Linked DNA regions of Mus musculus: regions 1, 2, 3, 4, 6 and 7 are each linked to region 5. Evidence: chromatin contacts called from public Hi-C, HiChIP or PLAC-seq and promoter capture Hi-C data. All regions are on one chromosome and are shown on one strand. Each heading gives the region's core, a stretch centred on a gene start, on an enhancer-like site or on the middle of the called end of the contact. The rest is flanking DNA. Distances are from core to core; before and after follow the strand shown.

Region 1 (3,709 bases), core at 732-3,231, 2.2 Mb after region 5:
AGCACTGATGTCGTCCATATTTCTGCTAGGATGGCCCATTAAGCTCCACTTAAAGTACTCCGCAGGTTTACAAACCCAAAGATCCAAAATTTGAATTCATCCAAACAAAAGTATGGTTAGGCCTATCACAGCAATACCCTAGTCCCTGGTACCAACTTCTCTCTTAATCAGGGTCTTGTTGCTGTGAAGAGACACCATAACCAAAGCAATTTGTATAAAATGAAACATTTAACTGGGGCTGACTTACAGTTTCAGAGATCCAGTCCATTATCATCATGGCAGAAAGCATGGCAGCCTGCAGGCAGACAGGGCGCTAGAGGAGCTGAGAGTTCTAAACCTTGATCCAATTGCAACCAGGAGACTTTCTTCCACAGGCAGCTAAGAAAAGGCTCTCTACACTGGGTGAAGCTTGAGCTGTAGCAGACCGTAAAGCCTACCCTCTTAGTCACACTCTTCCTCTAACAAGGCCACACCTCTTCCGATGAGGCTCTAACCTCCTAATAGTGCCACTTCCCACGGGCCAAGCATATTCAAACCATCACAGGCTCCTAGTCTAGCAATAATTCAAAATGTAATTATTCTCATTTCAAAGATCTCCATATTATATCACAGTCCCAACACTGTTTAAATGTCTAAAGTTTCGTCGAATACTAAGGGCAATCTCTTGACTTTGACATCATATAAACTCAAAATATACAAATTCTATAAATCAAAATAAACAAAAAGTATAACTTCTCAACATGCATGGGCTCAGAATACACTTTTCCTTTACAAAGAAGGAAAGATTGGACCAAGGCAACCCTGTGGGGCATAAATCAAATCATATAGGCAATGAGAATAAGAGCATTTTTGTGACATCTGAACAGAAAGAGAGAGCAAGATTAGAAGGAGAATACAGAGTGGAACAACTTAGAAACCATAGATAACATAAAAAAAAAAAAAAACAACTATGAGAGCAATGTACAGAATGCAGAGGGAAGAGAAAAAAAAAAGAGCTGCAGAGAGCAGAAGGAGCAGGCAGACTTCTCCTTACTATGGGACAGAACAGGTCTTTTCTAACTAACAAGGAAGGTTTGGTCTTAGTAAATAAAGAGAACAAAGCTTTACTCCTCTACACTAACTCCTCTAGAGGGGTTACAGGCTTCCTTAAAATAACCTTCCCTAACTTGTCTAAGAAGAAATTAAACAATTGGAGGCCTGCAAACTCAGGTTTAAGTGTGTATCTTTTCTCTGATTGCTCGCTATTATCCCTTGTTTCCCTCCCCACCCAGTTCTCTCAGAGAACCGGGAAAACCTGCCTGCACAGTACTTCCTGGGAAAGAATAGAGATCAACAGAACATGAGAGAAAATTTAGAAAGAAAAGAAAAAAAAACACACAACTAAAATAGAGTAAATGTTGATGAAAGAGGCCAGGAAACCCAGTGAGCCTGGCCTTACTAACACACGTTACTGGACGGTCAAGGCATCTACAAGTCTGTGTCGATGGCAAACACTTTGCATCTGCACAGAATTAACTGCGGACGGATCATACATCAGAACCTCAGGTGCCAAGTGCAGAACTTGTAGAAGACACCGGAGAAACTAGGGTTCTCCATGTCAGCACATCTGCCTTCCCTGGACACAGGAAAAGCAGCTGAGGCGCTCACTGCATGGTGACGTCAGCAACAAGGATGTTTTCACTCCAGGACCCGCGCCCCACACTCTGCGCAGGCGCAGCCCGGGATCGAAGTCAGACGTCCGGCTTCCGCTCCGGAGGTGCAGGGACCTCAGGTGAACAAACGCAATCACGCCGGGCGGCGAGTCTGACCGCCGGTTCCCGCACCCCGGGAGGAACCCCACACAGTCTCCCAAGGCTCCTCCCCGCGTGGGGACGGCGGCCCCGCTCACCATGGCGTGGAGACCGAGCTCGCCCCGCTCTCCTCACAGCTCCCGGCAGCGGGTGGCAGACCAGGACACGGAACCACAAGAGCCTCCCTCAGACCCGAGCCCGAACCTTTAGTATTAGGGAACGGAAGTGCTCTCCCCATTCTGGCTAGCGGATCCATGCGGCCGTGATTGGCTAGTAAGGAATGAGTGACAGCTCCCCTAGTCACCGAGGGCTGTGAAGTATCACAGCACAGTGGTTCCCAGTCCTGGTGTCCGCTCAGGCACAGAACTGTCTCAGACGCGGAGAGACAGGCATTGCCATAGAACTTGCGCCTGTTAGCGTACAGGCAGGTCCACAAGCCTACTCTCGGGGACCTAGCAGAGACTTCTGTCATCAGATGCCATCACCTGCCGATGCCATCAGGCGCGCCCGGTCTGTTTCAGGATGAATGTATCCACCCACCAGCCACCGGAGCTCTCTCCCTACTCGGCAGGCCGTCTCTCTGTTCCCGGTGTGCGCTCCTTTCTCTCTCTGCCTGTCATATGCCCACTTCTCTGCCTCTGTCCCTTCGCCAGGACCTCAGTCCCCCAACCCCCACCCCCCAATAAAGCTTTTTTACACCAGATGCATGGCGTAATTTCTCAGGACACACTTCAGCTCGATCTGCCAAAGCTACTTCACCTCACTCCATTATGTTTCCTAACAGCAGGACTGCACAGTCGTCCCTGCTCTGCTGCACTCAGGAGGCTCCTTAATCTAGGCACAAGGTCTCTAGCATACACAGATCACTAAACAACCTCAAGTGGAGTGATCCACCTGCCTCACAGCCAAAAGAGCATCCAGACTATCCAGGTCAAATTTAAACCTCCTGGTTGATATTCACCAGGCATCATCCATTTTTAAAAAGACTCATCTAAATTGCTCACACTTCTTTCAGCTAAACACTGGTAGCCAAAACACTAACACATTCCCAGCCTTTAGTGGTTGCACTGGCTCATTATGCCAGCACTTGGGAAGTGGAGTCAGGACATCAAAAGTTTAAGCCTAGTAATTCCAGGACAGCCAGGGAGGATACACAAAGAAATCCTGTCTCCAAAAAAAAAAAGTTTAAACCAGCTTGGTCTATGAACCCAAACACCAACTATTCTGGCCCCCAAAGGGGAGGTGACCAGGGTGTGATCAAGTGACCATAGGTGTGTGGGTTCATTTCTGGGTCTTCAATTCTGTTCCATTGATCTACCTGCCGGTCTCTATACCAATACCATGCAGTTTTTATCACTATTGCTCTGTAATACAGCTTGAGGTCAGGGATAGTGAATTCCCCCAGAATTTCTTTTATCATTGAGAATAGTTTTCATTATCCTGTTTCGTTTTGTTTTACTTTTTTTGTTATTCCAGATGAATTTGCAAATTGCTCTTTCTAACTGTGTGAAGAATTGAGTTGGAATTTTGATGGGGATTACATTGACTCGGTAGATTGTATGGGGCAAGGTGGCCATTTTTACTATATTAATCCTGCCAATCCATGAGCATGGGAGATCATTCCATCTTCTGAGATCTTCCATTTCTTTCTTCAGGGACTCGAAGTTCTTGTCATACAGATCTTTCATTTGCTTGGTTAGAGTCACACTAAGGTATGTAATAGTACCGTGACTATTGTGAAGGGTGTCATTTCCCTAATTTCTTTCTCAGCCTGTTTATCATTTGAGTACAGGAAGGCTACTGATTTGTTTGAGTTCCTTTTATATCCAGCCACCTTGCTGGAGTTGTTTATCAGCTGTAGGAGTTCTCTGGTAGAATTTTTGGGGTCACTTAAGTGTAATATCATTATCATCTGCAAA
Region 2 (3,900 bases), core at 781-3,280, 2.3 Mb after region 5:
ATGAAAGTTCTTACTTTGAAGCCCAGAGCCCGGGTCCTATCCTATCCTCTGCATTCCGAAAGCTATTCAGGAGTTCGAGAAGGGGAGCCAGCTGCTCCAACACTGGTGGGGTCTGGCCTCTGAGCTGAGTGAGACAAGCACTGGATTGGATGCACAGGCAGAAGACAGCCTCCTCCAGCCACACTAGCATCAACCCTGGTGACCTCTAGGGTATCAGACATAGCAGCCAAGCTGGCTCCACAGGCTTCACTTGGAACTCACTTGGCTTTTGATCCTCCTGCCTCAGCGGCCAGAGGGCCTGGGGTTACAGGCCTGCCAGGCTTTCCAGCAGTGTCCCATGTAAAATGCATGTCAAGCTGAGGTCATGGCTCAGGGTAGAGCTGTTGCCAGTGTGGTTGAGGTCCTGGGCTCCAACCCCAGCAAACATCCATCAAACGAGAGAGAAAGAGAGAGCGCACTCGCGAGCACAATCGATCTAGCAACCTGGAGGAAAAGGCAGAAGAAAAGAAACTCAAAACAGACAGGAGAAAACTCAGTCACGAACTTCTGGCCACTGAGGTTTGGTGACAAACATCTGTAACTCAGCACCGGGAGGCAGAGGCGGGAGGATAATGACTATGAGGCCACTCTGGCCTGACTGAGACAGAGATGAGACAACAAGGGTTTTCTCAAGCAGAAACCTGACAGAGCTGAGGGAACAGGCTCACTTGAGCCCAGGAGTTCAAGGCAAATATAAAACCTTCAACACACAAAGGTATCCTGTCATCCCAGCGCCTGAGAGGCAGGAAGATGGAAAATTCTGGGCCAGCCTGGACTACGAGCAAAACTTGGCCTCAAAAAACCCCCCAAAAGTTCCAGAGGGACATTACACTATAGGATGTCTGAAAGGAGCGCCTGCCTGCCTGGGGTAGGGTTCTCAATGTTTATACAACGGAGGCCAGGATGCCCACCCTACAGAACTCCTGAATGTCAACACAACCAGAAAGGAGAATTTCAGTTCAGAGTCATGATCGGATCGATTAAACACTAAACCCAAACCACCAAGTACCTATAGGAATCTATAGTATGGTACAGCCAACAAAAACGTATCTTTCAAAGAAGCATACATATGTTTTAGAAATAGGGACACAAACCTGACACATTTTGTAAACTGCAGAAGCCTGGAAAATTACTTTTCACTGTCTCTTTTCAACTTGCCACAGTGTCTACCAAGAGATTTTTCTTTCATTTTTGAGACAGGGTCTCCTTATGTTACGTAACCCTGGCTGGCCTCAAACTCAGAGATCTGCTTACCTGACTGCCTCAAGTGTGCAGGGATTAATGATGTATAACACCCAGTGAGCGAGAATGTTTGTTTTTGGTTTTTTAGGTTTTTTTTTTTTCAATCCGTCTTACAGACACCGGAGAGGGAAAAGAAGAATGGGACACTGATTATTTTTTAAGCCCTGTGTGGACTTGGTTTTTTTGGATATCAACCTAGACAAACATTTTCTGTGGCCTGAGGCTATGTGGTGAGAGTCTCGGAAGCATAGCCTGGAGACTTTGGGGGGGGGGGGGCTTGCCTTCCATGCTGCGATCCCAGGAATCGAACTTACGTTGTAAAGCCTGGCGGCAAGCCCCTCTCAATGAAGCCCTTTCGCCGGCCCTCCAGAGCTTTCTGAAAGCCGCCTAGACGCGCACACCCGGTGTCCCTCTTCAAAGCACGGGGACCCGGTCTCCCCTTCCCCGCTAGCCCAAGGGAAGCCAGCTCGGCTCGTCTGCGGTCCCCAAAGGCAGGCCCGAGACCAGATCGCCTGGCCTCGCCTCACCTGGCTCGCCTTGTAGAACTGCTTCTTCAGCCCCGCCACCGACATGCCGCCTGCCGCCGTCAGGCCTCCCGCTCGAACTCCGGTTTCCGCCGGCGCCGCCGAACCGACTTCTTTCCTCCGCGCGCAGGTCGGCGCCGCCACCGCCAAATCAGCTTGCCAGCTCTGCGCCCCCGCCCCGAAGCCACCTCGGCCGGCTAGCGCGCACGCGCGGCCGGGATATTACATGGCAACCGCACACTTCCGGTGACGCCCCCATATCGCCTCACCCCACCCTACAACGGCATCTGCGCGCGCTCCGCCTCTCTGCGCGTGCGCGCCCCCTGGAGGACAGAAAGAGCATTGCCGGGGGAGGAACGGCGGAAACCCTCCCACACCAACGAGATGAGGGGGCGCCTAGAGAGGCCAGAAATCTGTGTACGTGCGCGTGTACGCATGATGCAGCTCCCTCTAGAGTCCAGGAGTAGATATAAAGCCAAAAGTCAGTTTTAATTAATTAATATTTTATTTGTGCGTGGAGAAAGCGGAGCGGAATTTGCCAGCGAGAGTGTAATAAAGACAAAGCGAGGTAAAATGGAATATCTTAGGGGCTAGAGGAACGGTTGGTTCTCCAGGTAAAAGTGCTTGCTGCCCTGGCTGACATCGGGAGTTCAGTTCCTCGCATCCACATCAGGCTGCTTGCTCATAGCTAGCTGTCTGTAACTCCAGCTCCGGGTCACAGCCCTTTCCTGGCCTCCTTCAACTGCTCTCAAGTACACCGGGTCACATATATACCCATAACTTAAAAATTAATATGAGGTATGCCAGTGGTGATGCATGTACGCCTTTAATCCCGGCAGAGGCCCAAATGCTAACACGCCACCAGCCTTCTCTCTGGGGTCCTTCCTTCAGTGTCTCCCTTCTAATAAATCGCTGAGGATACAACTAGAAAAGAGAGTCCTTTATTTCCTTCTTCATAACTTTATTTCAGAGCAGATATTGCATAACCCAGGCTAAGCCTCAAACTTACTGTATAACCAAGGATGACCTTGAACTCCTGTCCAAGCTCCTCCACGTCCCAAGTGCTAAATCACAGGTGTGCACCAATGAGCCCCACTAGAAACATATTTTCAAAATAGTTCGCTCAGACTGTAGCTATCTCCTATTTCGAGTTCCATTGGTTCATTCCTGTCATGTACCAGCTATAGGACATCATTGCTTTTTTGCGCATTAGCCCTGCAGTGAGCTTCCTCTCATCATTAAGACAGAAAGAGGACTCTAATTGAATGATATCTGTGATGGCTTGTATATGCTCAGACCAGGGAGTGGCACTATTAGAAGTTGTGCCCCTGCTGGAGTAGGTGTGTCACTGTGGGTGTGAGCTTTAAGACCCTCATCCTAGCTGCCTGGAAGCCAGTATTCTGCTAGCAGCCCTCAGATGAAGATGTAGAACTCTCAGCTCCACCTTCACCATGTCTGCCTGGATATTGCTATGTTCCCGCCTGGATGATAATGAACTGAATCTCTGAACCTGTAAGCCAGTCCCAATTAAACATTGTTTTTTTTTTTTTAGATTTATTTTATTATTATATCTAAGTACACTGTAGCTGTCTTCAGACACACCAGAAGAGGGCATCAGATCTTATTAAGGATGGTTGTGAGCTACCATGTGGTTGCTGGGATTTGAACTCATGACCTTTGGAAGAGCAATCAGTGCTCTTACCCGCTGAGCCATCTCTCCAGCCCCCTAAACGTTGTTCTTATAAGAGTTGCCTTGGTCATGATGTCTGTTCACATTAGTAAAACCCTAACTAAGACAATATCTCTTCAATGAAGTCTCCCCAGGTTGACATATGTACCTTAACCCTTCTATCAACTGTTACAAATTTCAAAAACTATATAGAATATGCCAGGTGTGGCAATGCACACACCTTTAACCCAAGCCCCTGAGAAGCAGAGCAGATGGGTCTCCGAGTTTGCGGCCAGTCTGGACTACATAACCAGTTACAGACCAGGCAAGCATGACCTGGAGATTAATAATGAATGGAGGTAATGAGTAAATAAATCCTAAAGCAGACACAGGAAAATGGCTAGGGTTGAAATTGGTGAAAAGTTG
Region 3 (3,890 bases), core at 6-2,505, 2.3 Mb after region 5:
GACTCCGTGGGGGACTATCCAAAGCAGGCCGAGGCAGAGACAGGACTAGTTCATGGGGACTGGCAGAGGCACAGGGAAGTGGATTGTTCTGGAACTGCAGTATAGCAGATTACATGGCCTTCATAGGCTATACAACCCACTCATGCATGTTTTCCCTGTGCTTTCATTTGGGTTTAAGATGCTGGGGGCCAACACTACCCTCTCAGCTGCCCCCAGCCTTTGGGTTGTACTTCTAAATGCGACAGGGATAGAGCATGTGAATTATAATCCGGAGTCAGTGTGATACAGACTGACCCCCGTCCCATCTTCCAAGTCATCCAGAAGGTTTTCCCAAGGTAGTTGCCATGATCCTCCTCCCCGCTATCAGAAGAGTTTACTGCTCTGGCTTTTTCTGTTCTTACACGCGCAGGCGCGCTAACATACACACACACACACACACACACACACACACACACACACACACAGGCGCCCGCGCCCCAATGGAGGCTCTGAGGCGACAGAAAGTCAAGTGCCGTTTGATTCTGCCTCAGGCCCCCTGATTGCTATTCCTGCCACGTACAGGCTCCATGCGAGAAAGCTCTTGACTACACCAGCACACACAGGATCTGGTGACCCCTGGGGACGCTGCCTGACAGAGATAGGAGTGGGTGGTTAGGGGGACTTAGCCTACTCCAGATGCCGTGCTGGCTCTAGGCCTCAGTTTCTCTGCCTGGAAAACAGAGCTCACAGTGGACAAGAGGATGACCGCTCTCTCTGTGAGCCACCAGTGCCATCCTAGAGATGTCCAGGCACAAATGGTCAGATGGGTGGCTTGAGTTTCGCTCCACACACAAAGCCTTTCTATGCCTCAGTTTCGCCAACCTCAACGTCTCAGTCGGTAGGGCGCTTGCTAGTATGCACAAAGCCTGGAGTGTCATCCCTAAATGCTGGGAGACTGAGGCAGGAGGATCAGGAGTTCGAGGTCATCCTTTGCTGCAAGTGAGTTGGAGGCCAGCCTGGGCTACATGAGACCCTTAGCAGTAACTCTTGCTGTCAATGCCTCCTGCACCGATTACCAGTTGGGGAGACTAAGGCGGACAGACAGTTGGCCATGGCTTTTGGGTCACTCTGGCTGACTACTGCCCGCCTGTCTCTCCTTGGGGTTCGACCTCCTAGCTCCATCTGCAGCCCTTGAGGTCTGAGCCCACCTCCCTCCCTCCGCTCGCGGACCCGCAGCTGCCGACGCCTCCCACCCCTCCCCCTCGCCCGGCACAAAGCGACGGACGGACGCAGCGGTGACGGACGACGCCTCCCGCCCTGCGCCACCTCCAGCCGCGACCCTGCGCGATGCTCGGGCCTCTCGCCCAATCCCTGCCCGGCCCTGGTCCCAAGGGCAACTCGGTCCCCACGCCGGTGGTCTCGTCCTCCGGGATCCTCCAGGGTCCGAGTCCTGCTGTCTCCACCCCGGAGCCACAGAAGGTCTGAGGTCTGCAGGTCTGTCCGCAAGGCGGGACCCAATGGGACGCGGGTGTTCTCGCCCCTCCGGTGGCCCTGAGAACCCGGGCCTGGACTCAGTGGTTTAAGTCCCTTTTGTTGTGCAGTGGCGGCGGCTGCAGGCGGTTAAGGGATAGGGGAGGTTAAGGGATTGAGGGGGCGGTGTGGAGCAGGAGTTAGGGGACCGGGAGGTTAAAGGAAATGGAGGGGTCTGGAGATTAAGGAATACTGGAGATGGAATTAAAGGATTCAGAGATTAAGGGATGGAGATAAAGGATTGGAGGTGTGACGGGGGCGGGGTGTGAAGGATCAGGGGTCAAGAAATCTGGGTAATTCGGACTGGTGGGGCTCGCGGGATCGGACAGCAGCCCCACAGGGAGTACGACCCTCTGGAGTGGCTCAGCCTCTGACAACTTTATGCATGGAGCTGAAGGGGTAATGTGAAACAGCCCTGTTGACATCACACCTGCAACACGGACCCTAAAGTTCGCAGTTCCCGCAGACCCTTGGCCTGCAGCACCAGGGTCGCCACCTGCTGCCCCCTCTGCTCTGAGCCCAGCCAAGGACTTCTGACCTCCAATCTTCCTGTCCTCTTCCTCTTCTCTCTTCTCCCTTCTTCCTCCCCCCTTTTGTCTCCCCCTCCTCTTCTCTCCCCTCCTTCCTCCCCCCAGCCCCAGGACGAGCTGCAGAGCTAGGCATGAAGGTCCTTGTTTGACACCAGCATATTTTGGGGGCACCAATGGCCAAGTGGCTCCGAGACTATCTGAACTTGGGCAGCCGGAGGCCGCCTCCGCAGCCGCCCACCCCCGACTACACCGAGAGCGACATCCTGCGGGCCTACCGCGAACAGAAGGACCTGGACTTCGAGGACCCCTATGAGGATTCCAATGGCCGCGCTGAGCCAGAGGTCACCGGGTCCGGTGACCCCAAGTACAACTCTCCTAGGCACCGGCTGATCAAGGTGGAGGCTGCAGACATGGCCAGAGCCAAGGCTCTGCTGGGGAGCCCGGGGGAAGAGGTGCGTGGAGGACCTGGACGGGTGTTCTGTCCCTATCACCCTGGGTTCCCCACCTCATCCCCCGCCCCCTGGGGAGTCCAAGATCTTCTGGGCTAGCCATTATCCCCCTCGGCCCATTCTCCCTTCAGGGAGACAGAGGGTAGGTGTTGTTTTTGGTTTGTGTGAGACCTGGTCCAACATTGCCCAGGCTGACCTAAAACTAGCTACAATGAGTTTGAACTCCTGATCCTCCTGCTGCCTGTACTTCTGAAGTGTGTGTCACAGGATGACAGGCATGTGTCACAGTCACTGTTTATGCTGTGCCTGATGGAAGCTGGACCTGGTGCATGCCCTGCTTGGTTTTACCGAAGGCTGAGACCCCTTTAAGGTCGAATGACCCTTTCACAGGGGTTGCCTAAAACCATCAGAAAACACAGATAATAAATTTTAAAAATCATAATTCATTTTTTAAAGTTACAGTTATGAAATAGCAACAAAATTATTTTATGGTTGGGTGTTGCGGTGTTAGGAAAGTCCAGAACCACTGCTCTGTTGGTTTCGTTTGGTTTGGTTTGGTTTGGTTTGGATTGGTTTGGTTTGGTTTGGTTTGGTTTGGTTTGGTTTGGGGACAGGTTCTCCCTGTGCAGTCCAAGCTGCTCTAAAACTTGTAGTCCTCTTACCCCACAAATCTCTGGAAGGCATAAGAGAAGTAAGGAACACAGAGAGACAAGACACACTGGGATCAAGGCCTGCCTCGTACTCATGTGTGACCCTGTGTGACTCTCTCTGTGCTTCTGTCTCTTCACCTGTAAAGTAGGCCGATATCCTTACTAAGGGCTTAAGGGCTGGTATTAAAACAATATCAGCGAGAGGCCTGGGCTCAAACTCCCAGAACCTACTTAAAGAGCTGAGTGTAGTGACATGGTCTTGAAACCCCAGCGGCCATTGGTGAGGCGGGGACAGGATGATACACGTGAGACTCCCTGACCAGCCTAGCCCTGAGAAGTGTGAAACGGCCCAGCAAGGGCAGTCAGAAAGTACAGTACCCCACAGCAGGGTCATCCAGAGCTAGCCCCAGCCTTTCCCAGCAGCCGGAAGCAGAAACTGAGTACTCAGACCCTTTTGATGCCCAGCCTCAGCCACCAGCCCCCAACAGTGGGTACATGGAGCCCTATGATGCCCGGAGCGTCTCCAGTGGTGAGCACACATGGCTGGGGGGGTGTGGGGAATGTGCTGTTGTGAGGGGAGGGTGACCAGTGTCCCCCCACACCCCACCCCAGAACAGCCAAGCAGAGCTGTCCAGCTTTACGATACTCCATATGAGGAGCAGGCTACGAAACCAGAAGATGGAGGGTCTTCGGGCCAGAGCCGGAGGCCCCTGGAGGATGAGAGGCCAGCAGATGAATACGACCAGCCTTGG
Region 4 (3,821 bases), core at 784-3,283, 2.4 Mb after region 5:
ATGGGACTCAGAGCTACCCTCTGGGGACCCTTTCCCATTGGATTCAGTCTGCCCCAGATGCCACCTAGAGCAGAACTCACCCTGGTTCCGGATGGAGTCCTGAGATGTAGGGCCCCGGGCTCGGGGCTGTTTCTGTTCCAGCCGGGCCAGGGCAGCAGCGGCAGCCATCTGTGCCTCATCAGTGGGGCCCTGACGGGGCTGCCGGAGGGCCAGCTGTGGTGACTTTCCTTTGGTGGTCTTCTCCCTGAACAGACATAGGGACCCAATTTTGCAAAACGGTGTATAGAGGAATTTTAATCAAGCAACATGTGGGAGGAATGCAGACATGCAACAAATCTTTAATCTCTCTTGCTGGAATGCAGACAGGTCCATAGTATGTATCTTTAATCCCTAACAATGTAGGTAAGGTTAGTTTGTAGAAGGAAGAAGTCATGTTTGAAAGTGGCATCTAATTGAGTGGCAGACAGTGACGAATCAGAAAAATTTGACAGAATGAGTCAGGGATAGATTACACCCAACTCTGAGAACAGTCAGGAAAGAGAGGACTCAAAAGGCAGCACAGAGAGAGAGAGTTGAAAGCAGTTCAGCCTGCCAGTGCAGTTCAGAGGCAGGTTGCAGCGAGAGAATGAGAAGGAACCAGAAGATTAGAAGAGACTGCCAGACTTAGTTTGAGTCCAAGCAGAGCACTTCAGTGAGAAATTGAGAGAAGCCAAATTGAATTAGTCAGCTTGGTTAATTAGATTGTACAGATGCTAGAAGCTTCCTGGGATAGTTGTTAGAACATGGATAATGCTCTGAGCTCAGCCCAAGCAGTGTGTTGTGTTCACAGAGCATGGTTGCAGCTCTCATCACTTCATCTGAGGAAATAAAAGTGACATTTACTTTTATAGATCACACACAGATCACGGACACTGGACCATCCCCTCCAACTTCTGGCCTGAGGATCCTTTGAACCTCCATGTTCCTCTCATCATTGAAACTGCCCCACTATTTGTAGCTGTACCCTGGTGTGTTTACCTCCCTTCTAGCCCTGGCTTGCAGGCCCCTCCTTCTCCTCACATTCAGCCCCAGTCGCTGGTTGTCATTTTCCTCCACATATACTTCCTGCAGACTACTCCCTGGTAGCCTGTAGCTGTCTCCAATCTCTACTTCACCCCTTCTGAGCAGCTCCAACATGCCTTACCTCCCTCTCCAGAACACAAAGTTCTCCGGAAAGAACTCCAGGAAAGTACTCCTGGAAGACCCGGAGTTGCCAAGGCCCCCACAGAGATCCCATCTTCACCTGTCACCCCAACCACTCAACAACATTCTGGGTCTGGGCCTCTCTGGTTTCCACACTCCTCCAAGATCCTTCTATAATCCTCTCTCACTCCCCAACCCCTCCCAGATTACCACACAACCTACAAAGAAGTCTTAACATCTCTCACAGACCTTCTTCCCACACCTTCTCTTAGGTCCTTCCTACCCACATTTCGCCAAGGCCACACCTTTAGGCGGCTCTTCTCTTAGCTAAATTCTGGGCATTGCCCCGTCCCTTCTCACCACCCAGAACCAAGAGTCTCTAAGCAGTGACCAACGCGCCCTGGCCACGACCGCCCACGCCTACCCTTAGCGCCCCGCCCACCCGTGCTACACCACACAACTGCCCTCCCTTCTGCCCCGCCCACCACTGCTACAACGCCCCGCCCTCATTGTAGGCTCCGCCCCTGCCTTACAATCTTCCACACCCCACCCACCAATCTACTCCTGCTAAGCATAGCCTAGAAAGACCCTGACACCCAACCGCCGGCCCTTTTTGCCCCCTGGCCCTCGCCCTCTCCGTCGCCCAACCAGCGTCACATACCCTGCGGAATCCGTAAGCTTCTGGCCGGGCCCCGCGCTCTTGAACTTGATGTCAGCCTTGATTTCCTGGAAGAACTTCTTCATGGCGGCAGCGGCCCGGCGGCTTGGGCCGCAGGGCGGAGGGCGCAGGGCCCGGGTGGATGAGGAGCAGGCGGCCAACCACCGGAAAGAAAATATCGCGGCGACGGAAGTCCCGCCTGGTTCACGTGACAATCGCCTTGCAGCACCTCGCGCGGGCGGGGCGCCATCTTCCTGTCTGCGGACGCCGTTGCCGGGGCGACAGGCTCGCCTCCCTTAAGACCGCAGCAGCCACCAGGGGAGCTTAAAGAGAGCATCCAAACAGCGAGCAGCCTAGAAGAGTACCCAGAGCTACTGGAACCAGGGTGGATGTCAGGAGTTCAAGGCCAGTCCATACTACAGAGAAAATGAGTATGAATGTACTGTGCATGAGCCTGAAATCTGCTCTGGGAGAGACAAGCTAGAAGGAGCCGACAGAGAGATTGGTACAGGCAAGGTCAAAGCAGAGACCGCAGTTGGTACAGGGCTTGCTCAACATGTGCAAAGCTGAGTTTAATCTCCTCCAACACTTCCATCTCGTGTGGTGTGTACACACAACAAAAAGTTGGATGCTCTGGACTCAGGCTTTTTAGAACACTACTGTTCATGTGAAAAACAGCCATCATCTAGATCAGAATCACTGTGACTGTGCAAGAGACCCCCAAAATCATATACTTCACTGTTAATGGTCACTCATTAGAAAGAAGGGGGGAAGTGGGTCATTGGACACAAACTTGAGATTCCAGGAGCTCTTCTGCACCCCCTGTCTGTGTGCATGTAATTCTACCCTAATGCGCATGGCATTGTGGTCTTTGGATCATGTAACTGAAGTGCCTATGGGCAAGCTTTCGTCTGTGTTGGTGTGAAATTTGTCAGAGATAAAGCAGCTTTGTGGGCTACCCAGGCTGTTAATAATTTTATTAGTTTTGCCAACCATTAGATCCAAAAATGCACAAAGCTGAAGGATGGGACACCCTGGTGATTTCAAGGAAACAAGCCCCATGGCTGGAGGAGAGCAATGGAGGCATTTGATGAGAACTGTGGAAGACAGGTTTCCAAGAGCTACAGTGAAGAGAGGAGTGGAGCACCTTAAAGAAGGCAGCCAGGATGTGGGCTGGAGAGATGGCTCAGCGGATAAGATCTTCTAGAGGTCCTGAGTTCAATTCCCAGCAACCACATGATGACTCCCAATCATCTATAATGGGATGCAGTGCCCTCTTCTGGTTTGTCTGAAGGGAGCAACAGTGTACTCACATACAAATAATTTTTTTTAAGATTTGTTTATTTATTTATTTATTTATTTATTTATTTATTTATTTATTATATGTATGTACACTGTAGCTGTCTTCAGACACTCCAGAAGAGGGCATCAGATTTTTGTTAGGGATGATTGTGAGCCACCATGTGGTTGCTGGGATTTGAACTCAGGACCTTTGGAAGAGCAGTCAGTGCTCTTAACCGTTGAGCCATCTCACCAGCCCCAACAAACCTTTTTGTTGTTGTTGTTGTTGTTTTGAGAGACAGGGTTTCTCTGGATAGCCCTGGCTGTCCTGGAACTCATTTTGTAGACCAGGCTGGCCTCGAACTCAGAAATCCACCTGCCTCTGCCTCCCGAGTGCTGGGATTAAAGGCGTGCGCCACCATGCCCGCCAACAAATAAATCTTAAAAAAAAAAAAAAAGGCAGCCAGGAAATGTTTAATAAATGTTCCAGGGCTGGTGAGATGGCTCAGTGGGTAAAGAGCACTGACTGCTCTTCCAAAGGTCCTGAGTTCAAATCCCCCGGCAACCACATGGTGGCTCACAACCATCCGTAATGAGATCTGATGCCCTCTTTTGGAATGTCTGAAGACAGCTACAGTGTACTTACATATAATAAATAAATCTTTTAAATAAATAAAATGTTCCAAGACATGGTATTTTA
Region 5 (3,964 bases), core at 847-3,346:
CAAAGCCAAGACTAACAACCTGTTGTTATCTTGGTAATATCTCAGTAGTGTAGCAGTGTTAGCTATAAGATAAAATTTTCAGTTAGTAAGCCTCAACCTAGAAGGTGAAGCAGAGGCTAGAGATATCTCTCAATGGCTAGGAGTGCTTGCTAAGAAACCAATGAGGCCCACAGGTCAAATCCCCTAAAGAGCCAGGTGTGGTCCTGCACACTGGTGACTCTATCTGCTGTGGCAGGACGGAGGGAAGGTAAGGTGTTAAAGGTGTGTGGAGACAGGAGGATCTCTGGGGCTTGACTGGCTGCCACAATAGTTCCTTGTTCAGTGAGAGACCCTTTGCAGGGGAACAGGGCAGAGATTAATAGCAGGACTCCAGAACTTCTACTACAGCAACACCCCACTGTGCTCCACACACAAAGAAACACACACAACACACACAAATGCCACACTTTCAAAGTAAGAATGCTGGAAGAAGACAACACAAAATTCTCTTACTGGGTACTTGGCCCGGTGCAACAATAAAGGACTTGCGTTTCCCAATCCCCGCCAAATTTTTATTCCTTTTTTCTTTCATTCGATTCTTAATGTCTTCAAGGGTATCTTGAAAGGACCTTTTCTGACACCTTTCCTTAGCCATCTTTGTCTTTGAATTAAAAACAAAACAAAAAAAAAAAAAACCAATGAACACTTCTCAGATATTTTTTAAACATAAAATTTAAGAAACATAGGCTGTTCATCAAGAAGGGATTACAAAAGACTAAATTGTAAACTTACTTCAAAAAAAGCAATATTTTGATTTTCTGCTTAGAAATATTAAGTCAGGTGTTGTAGAATAATCCAAGCTACTAAAAAGGCTAAGGCAGGTGGGTCATAGATTTATGCTTGGGCTACATAGTGAAATTCATCTAAAACAAAACAAGAAGAAAAAAGATGTTAGAATCAAGCCATCATAAGAAAAAAAATCCCATAAAATGTCATTCATGCTTTTGCTATAACCTTATCTTCTACTATTTCATAGGAAAGTATTAAATAACTCCAGAAAGTATCAATTATTCATCTTATAGTAAATATTCATTGGAGGCGTACAACATTCTAGGCTCTATGGGAACTTATTATTTTGGGACAGGATATTGCTGTTACCCAGTCTGGTTTTGAACTTAAGAGCTCTCATGTCCTTCCTACCTCAGCCTCCTGAGTAGCTGGGACCACAAATGTATGAGCCATAAGCAGACTTACTTTTCTTACAATGTTTATAGCCAACCTTTAGTGTTTAGGATTACAGTATTAGTTCAGAAGCAATTTATATGTATATCTGGGTTTCTGTTTGGCAGCTTTTCTCTAGTAATTTTGGGGCTGAGAAAACATGTATTCATGTTAATAACAGTAGCGTGCTTCAAGCAAAATAAACTTCCTGGTCTCAAAATTGTAAACTGTTGCCAACCACAATGTGTGCATATAATTGTCACCACAAGAACTATCTTGATTCATCTCCTTTTAGTTAAGTGTTTTCTTGAATCTCTTCTTGAGTATTCTCACCAGGACGTATTTTCCTCCACGCATAATGAAGCCTTAAATTGGTACTGTATATCTTATCTAACCCTTTATTTTTACCAATGTGTATATACGATAGATTGGAGAGGGGAGTTCAACAGAATAAATGCAACGACTTCTTATAAGAATGGGTGGGTCACCATCAAGTTTTAAAAGTTTGCACCGGAGACATCTGAGTGACACACAGAATGAATAACTGATAGAGTTAAAGTTAATTACAGTTTGTTCGCGTGCGCGAGCACAGTGGGATGGAAATCGGGCCTTGTGCGTGCTAGACAGTGCAAGTCGGCGAGAACACCCCTTCCTCCGGCCCCTATCTAAAAAGTTTTTGCTACTTTGATTGAGCAAAAGCCCTGTCGATTTCGGGGTGCTCGCTTTCGCGAGCGGAACGCGTCGTCCGGTCGGAGAGATACCTCCAGTCCCGCCGCCCGTACCGCTCCGTACCTCGGCCACTCAGGTCCGGACGAGCAGATGCAACCTCCCGCTCCGCCGCGCTCCGCAGCTACCGCCGCCACATTCGAAATTCTGCGTTACGCGTATCCATTGGCTGGCCGGACACCATCACGTGACACTCCGGCCCGCCCTTCTCCGTAGACGCAGCGCCCGGCCCCGGGGAATGGCATCACGTGGCGCGCCTGCGCACGCGCAGCTGTGGCTGGGGTGGGGTAGAGGGGGTGGAGTCAGGCTGGAATTGAGGCCTTGGCTCGGCGTCCGCCTTCCCACAGCCTAGAGATCTAGCGACTTTGAGACTGGGTCTTGTCTGGGTGCGTCCCTGACTTCCGGTTAGACCTGGGGTGTTGACGCAGGCCTGAGAGCCCAGCTCTCAGAAGGCTGAGGCAGGAGAATGACGAGTTCGAGTTGAAGCCTGAGTTGGAGCACGAAAGATCCAAACAGATCCTGGCGTGGCTTGTCAGGGCGCCCAAGGCCGCGCAGCTCTTGTGCTCCGGGGCGCGCCCGTGTGGCAAACGTCCATCCAGCACGTTTAGCGCAGGCTCAGCGAAAGGACTGATGTGAGAGACTGGGCTCTCCAGGTTCAGCCCGCTGGCGAGATCTGCGGGTGGGCCTGGCTGATTCAAGAAGAAACGCCAAGTGACAGCCCGATCCTGTCCTGTGCATTTACGGAAGAGATTTACAACCGGCTGCGCTCACCTCAGAAGTCATTGTAGTGCAGCAGCCGTGACTGAATTAGAAGGTCATCTTGTGGGATCCGTTTTTTAAAGTGCTTTCCCGGGAACAATCTAAACTTCTTTATCAGTTCCTGATAATAGTCAAGGAATTGGGTTTAGTCATGCTGAGAAAAGTTCGGCACGCTTACACATCAGGCAGCGTTACTGGGTAGTTCTGAAGGCACACAAAGAAAATGGGAAGGGGAAGGTGGCAGCAGGGAGCCCTACCACAAGACATTTGGAGCCTCCACAGTTGAGTGATTGCTTCATAAGTCATATCCTTGGCAGATGTCTTGTGCCATAAGGTAGATAGATATACGTAGCCAATATAACAAGTTATATTTTACTATGCTGGTCATCACACAAGGTTCACACTCTTAATTTCTTACCTAGGGTCCTAAGATTATCGTTCCACGGCTGCTCATTTATGGCTCTCTTCTTTGTTTTCTGTTTGTTTTTGTTTTTGAGACAGGGTCTTCTTGTAGCCCAGGATGACCTCTAACTCCTTACGCTGTAGAGAAGTCTCTCTGTGTACCTTTGACTGTCTTGGAACTCACTATATATTTGAGGTTGGCCTCAAATGCAAACAGATCCACCTGCTTCTGTCTCTTGAATGCTAGATTAAATGTGTGTACCACCATGTCCATCTCCTAAAAAAGTTTGGTTTTGGTCTGTTTATTTGGCATTCAAAAAACAAAACAAAGCAAAACAAAACAACGGGTTAAGGCAGGTTTTTTACACAGCCTAAGCAGACTTCAAATTCGTGATATTTCTGCGATGACCAGGAACACACAGAGATATGCTAGTCTTGGCCTCCCAAGTGCTGACATTAAAAAAAATTTTTTAAAAAAGATTCCTTTGGAAATGTGGATATGATCCAGATATCAAAAGCTTTTGCTGCTCTTGCAGAGGACCTGAGTTCAGTTCTGAGCACCCATGTCAGGCAGCTCACAACCACCTCTGACTTCAGCTCCAGATTTGATGCCCTCTTCATGGGCACCTGTGTACAGCATGTGGCATACGTGATCAAAGAGAACACATACATATATACAAAAATAAGAATTAAAAAACCCTTTGAAAGATTCTTTAATACTTACCATGTCATGTGCTGTGTATTAATTTGAATAGCATACAAATGTTAGAAACTTGGTGACCAAAAGTTTTAAGGAATTTGTCAGAACCAAAATGCAGCAAACTATCACATCATTTTGGTACCCACTTATATTGGCTTAGTCTTTTCCTTTGTTGAG
Region 6 (3,902 bases), core at 133-2,632, 2.4 Mb after region 5:
CTCAGGTTGGCCGAGGTGCTGAACAACCCGGGGGGCAGGCTGCGGAGAGCATTGCGGGTCAGATCCAGGGCGCGCAGCCGGGGCACGGGCGCCAGCAACTCGGGAGACAGCGCCTGCAGGCGATTGCTCGAGAGGTGCAGCTCCCGCAGACCCGGACACCCTTGCAGGGCGGCGGCGGGCAGCTGCGTCAGGTTGGAGAATTCCACCGACAGATGGACAGTGTCGGCAGGGAGGGAGCTCGGAAACTCGGTGGGACCATGGCAGGAGACGGTGCTACCCTCAGCCGACTGCAGTATCAGGCATTCCTTGAGGCTGGACACCCTGCCCAAGAGGGCCAGGAGAAACAGGGTTCTGGCAAGGCAGGTCTTGAGATCCTGGAGGCTGAGGTTAGTGAACCATGGTGAAAAATATCTCCCCTTCTTCCCGTCCCCGTGGCCACCACCCTAAACTGTACCCACTGAGTCCTTCCTCACCAGGACTGGAACAAGACGATCCTCATGGTTTGTTTCCTGAGTCTATTTTTGTCTCCTTAGCAGGGTGGGTGGGTGGCAGAGCCAGTGAGCTCCTATTTATTCTGCAAAGCCCCAGGAACACTATACCCTGGGTTTCATTCTCACAAAGCAGCCCCTGATCCACAGCAAAACTTACCTCTATGACTCTTAAACTTCCTGGGTCTGACCCCCTACACACTTCCTCCCCTGCTACCACCTCTAACAGGTTACCAGTTATTAAGTATTCCCAGTCCAAGTACCTAGTTACTTCTAACCTGGTTTGTATCCTGGGTCTACCCCTATCTCCCTAGTTGTCTGTTCAGAGGGAGAGTCAGTGGACTCGTGTTCACTCTGCAAAGCCCCAGCCACAATGCTTGGCTTTTCACCAGCCCTTTTCTGCCATTCTCAGGAAGGCAGAAGCTTCCAGATTGGCCTTATCCTTTCTTCGTCCAGCTCTCATATGGCTTGTGTGGTCAGCACTGGGTGTTCAGGGAGAACTCAGGGTCCAGGTGAACAGGAATTCTTCTGTACGCATATCTGGTCTCCACAACAGCCCTCAGAGGCCTGTCGGGGGCTTCCTGATTTGCAGTGGGTATGACCAAAGCCTCAAGCCTGGGACCTGGGACAGGGACCCTCTCCCATTCCTGCTCAGGGGGCCTCTGGCAGTCTGTCTGGAAGTAAGCCTGTTTGTACAGCCTGCAGGCCTGAATCTGTTCCTGGCCACCTCAGTGGATCAGACTAATGTCCCCATGATTGTGCTTAGCTTGGTGCCAGGTCTGCCCAGAACTGGTCAGGTAGAGACCTACCTTCCTTGATGCTGCCAAGAGACCATAGCTGCTCCTCTATGTCTGTCCTCAAGACCCCAGGAAGGTGGCTTTATATAGTCCCCACCCCAACTCTGCTCTGAGGCAAAGCAGGAAGAGCCCAGGGCCGGGTCAACATTGCTACATCCCTTCCTGGCAGTGACTGTGGCATCCTGCCCACCCTTTCCCAGACTTTCTGCAGCTTTTACTTCCTAGTTAAGGGTGAGGTGGGGATTGCTCTACCCAATGTCTCCTAGGCTGAGTCCTCTCCCACCAGGATCCAGGGACTGAGTTTGCAATAAGAGCAGGAACGTGGCTGCTCTTTGAGCAGGTGACAGGAAATGTGTTGGAAAAAAAAAAATCTCTGGTCTTGAACACCTGATGTGTTGTTTGCTTTTTATGCTCAAGTAGCTTTCCTACTGAACAAGGAGCAATGCCTGGCTCTGATTGTAAAGTCTTCCACAAGGAACCAAGCAGGTCTGGCTTAGGTTCTCTGGGACTCAGTTTCCCTGCCTGCACAGCTGAACTTGATTGTCAAGAGATTCTTTGGTGATTCCATCTACCTGAAGTGCAGTAGGTGCATATGTCTGTTGTGAAGACACACCTCACATGTCATCTCATTATAGCACAGGGTTGGAGTATGGAGGCTGGAGAATCACTTCGACTTTGACATCAGACTGGGCTACATACTGAGACTGTCCAACAACAAAACCCACAACAGCAAAATGCATTTCAAGGCTATGAATTTGCCTTTGAGGACACCTTTGGCTGTATCTATGTGTGATGTGCACACACACTTGCACAGGCTACAGGTTGATTCTGGGTGTCTTCCTCAATGGTTCTCCACATTGTCTACTGAGGCAGGACCTCTCATTAACTGGGCTAGGCTGACTTGCAAGAGGTCAGGGACCTTCCTGTGTCTGCTTCCCAAGTGCTAAAATTACAGGCATGTACCATTACACCTGGCCTTTTCTGTGAGTACTAAGGGATTCAAACTCAGGTCTTCTTGCTTGCACAGGAAGTGTTTCCCCTGCAATCAGCTAGTTCCTCCTTGTTGTCATCTCATCTTAAAGTTTTCCAGGTTGTCACCCCTTGACATGACCTCTCCTCTCAGTCTGGGATTCTAAGAGGCCAATCCCCCATTTGCCTGTGAGTGACTAAGAGCAGGATTTCCTTCCCAAGTATTTCCAATCACCCCCAACAAACAGCTGACCCAGAGTCAAGGGGGCCGGTGGATGTAAACAGAGTTTTATTGATGGGGATAGGGCTGGAGAGGGTCCTGGACTCAGCTGGCCACGTGGCATGCATGGTCAGCTGGTGGTCGAAGGGGATGTCACAAGTGGGGACGGGTGGCATGGGCCTCTCTGACCACCCCAGGGCTGTATTTACAGGGGCGTCTGCCCACCTCCACCCTCCCAAAACCCCCACAAGCCCTTTAGAAGCAGGTTCCCCCATCTCCCAGCCTGGACCCCCAGGTCCCCTCTGCAGGAGCAGGATTTGAACTCCAAACCGGCACCTTGAAGGCCCCATCCCCTGGGCTTCTTTTCAGAAGGCCCAACATTGGCTCAGCCAATGCCAGGGTCTCTGAGGGCGCCACCACCCACATTCTGAGTCGCACACACGCACACCCACGGCGGCCCTGTCTCACACGCATACGCACACACACACGCACACATACTTCTGTCCTGGGCCCTTGCACACAAACAGGCCATGCACACGGACACACACCCACACACGCAGGGACCCAGGAGCAGGGAGGGGGTCCCTTCTACGGAGGATGTGTTGAGGCGGGAAGGCTCATGTCTGCAGCTGCCTCCCCTCACCCCACGTCCTCAACCCCCACCCCGGCCGCCACCCCAAGTAAGAATGGGGCTGTGCAATTTCTTAGAAAAAAAAAAAAACTCAAAATAAACAAAAATCAAAGTCTATGCGCAGGTAAAAGGTCAGCCTCCTCCCGCCCACCCCGGGGCTTCGTGTCCTGCATCCTCCGGGATGGAGGGGGTTCTTGTGCTTCCCTGTGGCGAGGGGATCCCCACGCGCGTGGGTGAGGAACAAACGCGCCCCACTCGGCGCCAGTAGGGCTCGGTGACCTGGGCTGGCGCCCGGGTCGCTGTGGTTGGCACCGTCGAGGCATCCGCCTGGCCTAGGGTACCGGGGGTGCAGTCCGCTCGCCCGTCCCGCAGGGCAGCAAGTGTGTAGAGTCCGCGGGTGGGTGGCGGCGAGGACGATGACCCCCGGGCCGAGCCTCGCCGCTGTTGAATGTGTGTGTGCGCCGTAGGGCGGCTGTGGGGGGCCCGTGGGGACCCGGCCTCCGCAGGCTGCTGGTTGCAGGTGGGCTCCATGGCCCGGGCAGGCCGTCGCCCACCGAAGGGTCCAAGGGGCCCGTGGGTGCGGACACCACCCGCCGGCGGTCCGGGCTGGCGTGGGGCGTGAGCGGGAAGTCGCCTGGGTGAGAGGCCCGGCAGGATCTGGGGGCGCAGAGGCGAGATTCCGGGCCCGGCTCGGCTGGCACCTGGGGCTGCTCAGAGGCGCGGGCGGGCGCCAGTAGGAGCAAGGAGGTGGAGGCTGAGGCCGACAGCAGCGCGTGGCTGTGGTCCCAGGCTCGAGA
Region 7 (3,856 bases), core at 1,153-3,652, 2.5 Mb before region 5:
AGCCAATCAGAATCCCAAATTAGTATTAGCTATGTCAATCAGGAATGTGATTTATCCATCCAGTTTCTGTTTGCTTAAAAGTTGTAACAATAAAGTGAGTTAAGATGTGTAATGTATTTTAGGATATAAAGAAGCAAGGTAAAGTAATAACTAAAATTAAGATTATAAAACTTATGGGACTAGAAGTAGCTGCTATTAGACTTCCATAAAGACTTTCATAAAGCTCTTTAGAACTTAACTACTTAGCCTGTAAAGGGCTCTACGTTCAATTCCTTGTACCGTAGAAGTAAAAGGACAACCATTTTTATGTATGAAAACCAGAAGAAGTACATGGAATACTTTAAACTCTTTCATTTACATTATAAAAATTACATGAAGGAAAAAAAAAAAACAAATCCAGGTAGGACACCCTTTGTGTGGCTCTCAACTGTTTAAAATATGTGCTTCAAATACCAAGAACACACTGCCCAACTGAGGCTACACTTGAAGATATCAGACACAATGATTTTGCCAATCGAAGAAACTTTCAACCAGCATTACACACGAACCCAAGATTCCGAGCCTATGCCTTAATAAAAACTCAATGAACTGGGAAGCGAGTCTTTTAAGAAGTACGCCAAACCATTTTAACAAAAATAAATAAATAAATAAATAAATAAATAAATAAAACAAAAATGTGGTGCAGGCACCACACAGCATACAGAGCACACAATTTGTACTTCTTTTCCTTCTCCTGGAATCCAGCGTTGGTTCACTCTACTTCCCCCAAGCAAACTTTATTAGTGCACCCTGACACTGAACTTTCCTATCAGGCCACCTCTTCATTCCAAGGGGTGTGTGTGTGTGTGTGTGTGTGTGTGTGTGTGTCCGTCCTTCACAGACACGTAACTTCATTTCTATACACAGAAGATATTTACACCTTTTGTATTGAACAAGGTCTTGTCCATCACCACGTGAGAAATGCAGAATAACAAGTTGTATCAGTTACCACATCCACTGAATTCCTATCACATTTTTAACAAGAACCCAACCCCCAGGGACTCAGGTTTGATCAACGCTCTCTATCCCACTGCAGCTGCCCTTTCCATTCTATTTCGGACACCAAGGAAGTCCTGGAAATAGAACTGAACCAAAGACGCATAACGGAAAAGTGAGTTTCTTTCCCACTGTATTCCAAGAGTTCTTTTCCAATAGTGCATCCTGTGCCACAGCACACTAATAAGAGGTGGTTTGTGGACTACACTGTGATGGACTACGCGTACAAAAGCCCTAGCATTTCAGCACAATCCACCTCAGGCAGTTTAGCATGTAACCTGCATAGTAAAGTTTCAGTCCAGTTCAGAATTGAGAAATGGGGACTCTGCAGAAAGTGATGGGGGGGGGGGGGTGGAAGTTGAAGGGTTATAAAAGATGTAACCTTCAAAAGCTGTTACCATTCTCAAGCGCTGAATTGGTTAGTAAGTCGTCCTGAAACTATTAGTAACTAGGAGTGACCAAACTCTAGGTCGCATATCTGCACAGAATGTATTGGAAGAACAGTACATTTCCAGGAAAACAGAGGGGGCAGGGGGAACTCTCCCAAGTCGTTCTCCTCGGGTCCTGCCAGGCCTCGAACTGACAGATGCCGGCGTGACTAACTTAAGTAGCACTAAGGCAAATTAAGGCAGGAGAGGGTTTCTCTCCTCCGAGGCTGCTCGGCTCCGGGCTCCAGCCGCCTGACTTCCGGCCTGGGAAGGAAACGTGCAGCCCAGGGCTGAAAGAAACAGGGAACCGGCCAAAGAGGAAGTAGAGCTGGCTGAGCAGCTCGGCAATGCCCGGTAGCTGCTTCCCGAGCTCGTCCGGGAGCGAGGACCGAACGGGGACGGGGACTGGGACGAGCGGGCTGAGAGAGGCTGCCTCGCCCGTGTGCGCGCTCGCCCTTCCGCCCGCTCGCCCGCCGGCCCGCAGCGGACCGAGCCCCAGCCCGCCTCCCTTCCCAGCCCGCGCGCAAGCCGCGGCCGGCGGCTCGGGCCTTCCCTGGCGGCGGGACGGGGCCCAGCGAGGCTGAGGGGAGGCCGGGGAGGGAGCGACGGCTGTGCAGCTGCCCGGGGAGGCTGACGGGGGAGGCGAGGCGCTTTTTCACCGTTAGCATCGTTATGTTATTTTTTTACCTGTAGCGCAGCAGGGCTCCCCAGCTCCTATTCCCTGAATCCTCCTCCCCTCCTTTCTCTCTCTCTCTCTCTCTGTCAGTCTCTCTGTCTCTCTCCTCTCTTTATCTCGCTCTCTCGCTCTCTCTCTCTCTCTCCCCGTCAGTCTGCCGGGCTCTCGTGGAACACGCCGGGCCTGGCCCGACCAGCAAGAGAATGGGGCGGGAGGTGGCGGCGGTGACCAGCGGCCACGTGACCACGCTCCCTCCGTAACGGCGTCCGCCTCCTGCTGCGCGCCCTCCCGGCGCTCCACCTCTAGTAACCCCGCGCGCCCGGGGACCCGTGCGCAGGCGCGCGCCCGGGCCTGGGACGAGCCAGCGGGTGAGCCGCGGGTGACCCGCGCTCTGGGAGCCTGGTGTCTTGGGGGATAGGTCGGGGTGAAGAGGGAAAAGGGGACGCCCGAGACCAATGGAGCTGCCTGGGCCATGCCGATGCGCATGCGCGCGGGGCCTCCCTACAGTGGGAGCCGGCCTTCTGCCACAACCCGAGGTCCCCCACTTGCCACCAGCTTCCCAGGGTGGGACTGGCATCGAGGAGATAAGTCAGGCCTGGGAACGTCCTAAGAATCTGGCACTCCTGCCTCGGATCGCACAATTTCCTTGTCTCCTGTAAATGGCCTTCCCTTCATCCTTGGTCTACAGCTGTACAGACTGATGACAGATAGGTCGTGCCACCCAATTTTGTAGGGACTCACTACCTCTTTGTGAAGACCTTCTTTGTATGAATCCAGAGAGGTGCTGTTTTTTGTTTTGTTTTTTTAGCAACCCCACACCTGTAAAAACACACAGGTTTTATCTTCTCAGACCTCGAATCTAGACTAATGACTAGTCATTAGATAGTTAATCTAATGAATGACAATTTTGGCAAATGACTAGACCCTGGTTTTACCGCCCTATGCCCCTGCTTAATCCTGACTTAAAGTTGCATTTAACCTCCAGCAATGGGAGGCTGGTATTTTCTTCTTCAATAAGAAAGTGGTAAATAGCTCATCTGAGTTGGAGAGAGAGAAAGAGAGATCTCTTATTAATCTGTCTTTACAAATAGCGCAAAAAAAAAAAAAATCAGTTGTTATGTTCAGATTATGGAAACCAAAACAGAGGTCAGAAAGTTAGCTAGCTTCCAAGGAAGGCATACCACACTTAACACAGTGATTCTCTTTTTTCTAATGCCCTTCTCACTGTAGCAGAAATTGAACAGGTTGAATAGAGTAAGCTATTAAAAGTTCTGGCTAAACTCATGATTACATTAGTCTCATGAACAGAATCCTAAGAAATAGGAAGATGCATCATGCTGTATTTGGATATTGCTCTCCCAGCTAGCAATACAGCAGTCAGCCACATGACTGGTATTCTACAATGTATAGTGGACTTTGTTCTCCGGCACCGAAATATCTCACCGCAGACCCTCATCTCCTTCCTGAAGTACTGACTATGCTGGTGTTACTGGGACTGTAGAGGTCCTTCAGTGTGGTCACCAAATGACAGGAGAAATCTCTATCCCCTCTTGGGACGCTTAGTCTCATAAATAGCATAATTTAAGAAGGGACCGAAGGGCAATTTCATTAGAGATGAAAAGAACATCTCTGAAGACTATAAAGCTCAGCTGCTTCTCAGAGATGGATAAAAGAAGACAGAAAGCAGCCATACCATTTGTGGTGATTAAATAAAAAT

Evidence for each region. Promoter capture Hi-C pulls out the DNA fragments that hold promoters and counts their contacts. A called contact is a pair of places that touch in the nucleus more often than the background predicts. HiChIP or PLAC-seq counts read pairs in DNA pulled down with a chosen protein or histone mark.
Region 1: a contact with region 5 is called in a promoter capture Hi-C map of liver, with 4 times the contacts expected there. The contact joins the promoter of Zfp119a here to the promoter of Sgo1 in region 5. A contact is called at or near these places in 4 of 39 promoter capture datasets (cranial neural crest, embryonic stem cells, hippocampal neurons and 1 more) and 3 of 115 datasets of contacts at active chromatin or transcription factors (astrocytes, embryonic limb bud and embryonic stem cells).
Region 2: a contact with region 5 is called in a Hi-C map of B cells, with 5 read pairs. The contact joins the promoter of Sh3gl1 here to the promoter of Sgo1 in region 5. A contact is called at or near these places in 1 of 484 Hi-C or Micro-C datasets (B cells) and 2 of 115 datasets of contacts at active chromatin or transcription factors (astrocytes and epiblast stem cells).
Region 3: a contact with region 5 is called in an H3K27ac HiChIP or PLAC-seq map of acute myeloid leukemia, with 8 times the contacts expected there. The contact joins the promoter of Shd here to the promoter of Sgo1 in region 5. A contact is called at or near these places in 1 of 39 promoter capture datasets (cranial neural crest), 1 of 484 Hi-C or Micro-C datasets (B cells) and 2 of 115 datasets of contacts at active chromatin or transcription factors (acute myeloid leukemia and embryonic stem cells).
Region 4: a promoter capture Hi-C map of stem cell-derived epiblast-like cells shows a contact between it and region 5, with 4 times the contacts expected there. The contact joins the promoter of Ubxn6 here to the promoter of Sgo1 in region 5. A contact is called at or near these places in 1 of 39 promoter capture datasets (stem cell-derived epiblast-like cells), 1 of 115 datasets of contacts at active chromatin or transcription factors (stem cell-derived neural progenitor cells) and 1 of 9 other capture datasets (liver).
Region 6: a contact with region 5 is called in a promoter capture Hi-C map of embryonic stem cells, with 7 times the contacts expected there. The contact joins the promoter of Lrg1 here to the promoter of Sgo1 in region 5. A contact is called at or near these places in 2 of 39 promoter capture datasets (embryonic stem cells and stem cell-derived epiblast-like cells).
Region 7: a promoter capture Hi-C map of second pharyngeal arch cranial neural crest shows a contact between it and region 5. The contact joins the promoter of Tbc1d5 here to the promoter of Sgo1 in region 5. A contact is called at or near these places in 4 of 39 promoter capture datasets (the HPC-7 cell line, cranial neural crest, hippocampal neurons and 1 more).

Annotation. Positions count from the first base shown.
Region 1 is chr17:55,876,972-55,880,680 of GRCm38.p6, forward strand. It overlaps Zfp119a (zinc finger protein 119a), which reads right to left and starts at 1,982. Exons shown (of 4, transcript NM_144546.6): 1 at 1,889-1,982. The coding sequence starts at 1,891.
Region 2 is chr17:56,034,607-56,038,506 of GRCm38.p6, forward strand. Sh3gl1 (SH3-domain GRB2-like 1) reads right to left here and starts at 2,031. Exons shown (of 10, transcript NM_013664.3): 1 at 1,809-2,031. The coding sequence starts at 1,853.
Region 3 is chr17:55,969,227-55,973,116 of GRCm38.p6, forward strand. It overlaps Shd (src homology 2 domain-containing transforming protein D), which reads left to right and starts at 1,256. Exons shown (of 7, transcript NM_009168.2): 1 at 1,256-1,473; 2 at 2,145-2,491; 3 at 3,562-3,667; 4 at 3,751-3,890. The coding sequence starts at 2,213.
Region 4 is chr17:56,072,993-56,076,813 of GRCm38.p6, forward strand. Ubxn6 (UBX domain protein 6) reads right to left here and starts at 2,034. Exons shown (of 11, transcript NM_001379361.1): 1 at 1,844-2,034; 2 at 81-244. The coding sequence starts at 1,926.
Region 5 is chr17:53,687,219-53,691,182 of GRCm38.p6, forward strand. Sgo1 (shugoshin 1) reads right to left here and starts at 2,097. Exons shown (of 9, transcript NM_028232.2): 1 at 1,993-2,097; 2 at 772-902; 3 at 493-640; 4 at 1-62. The coding sequence starts at 634. It also overlaps the pseudogene Gm31532.
Region 6 is chr17:56,120,564-56,124,465 of GRCm38.p6, forward strand. Lrg1 (leucine-rich alpha-2-glycoprotein 1) reads right to left here and starts at 1,383. Exons shown (of 2, transcript NM_029796.2): 1 at 1,298-1,383; 2 at 1-381. The coding sequence starts at 1,323. It overlaps Sema6b (sema domain, transmembrane domain (TM), and cytoplasmic domain, (semaphorin) 6B), which reads right to left. Exons shown (of 17, transcript NM_001130456.1): 17 at 2,522-3,902. The coding sequence ends at 3,438.
Region 7 is chr17:51,176,950-51,180,805 of GRCm38.p6, forward strand. It overlaps Tbc1d5 (TBC1 domain family, member 5), which reads right to left and starts at 2,403. Exons shown (of 22, transcript NM_028162.4): 1 at 2,151-2,403.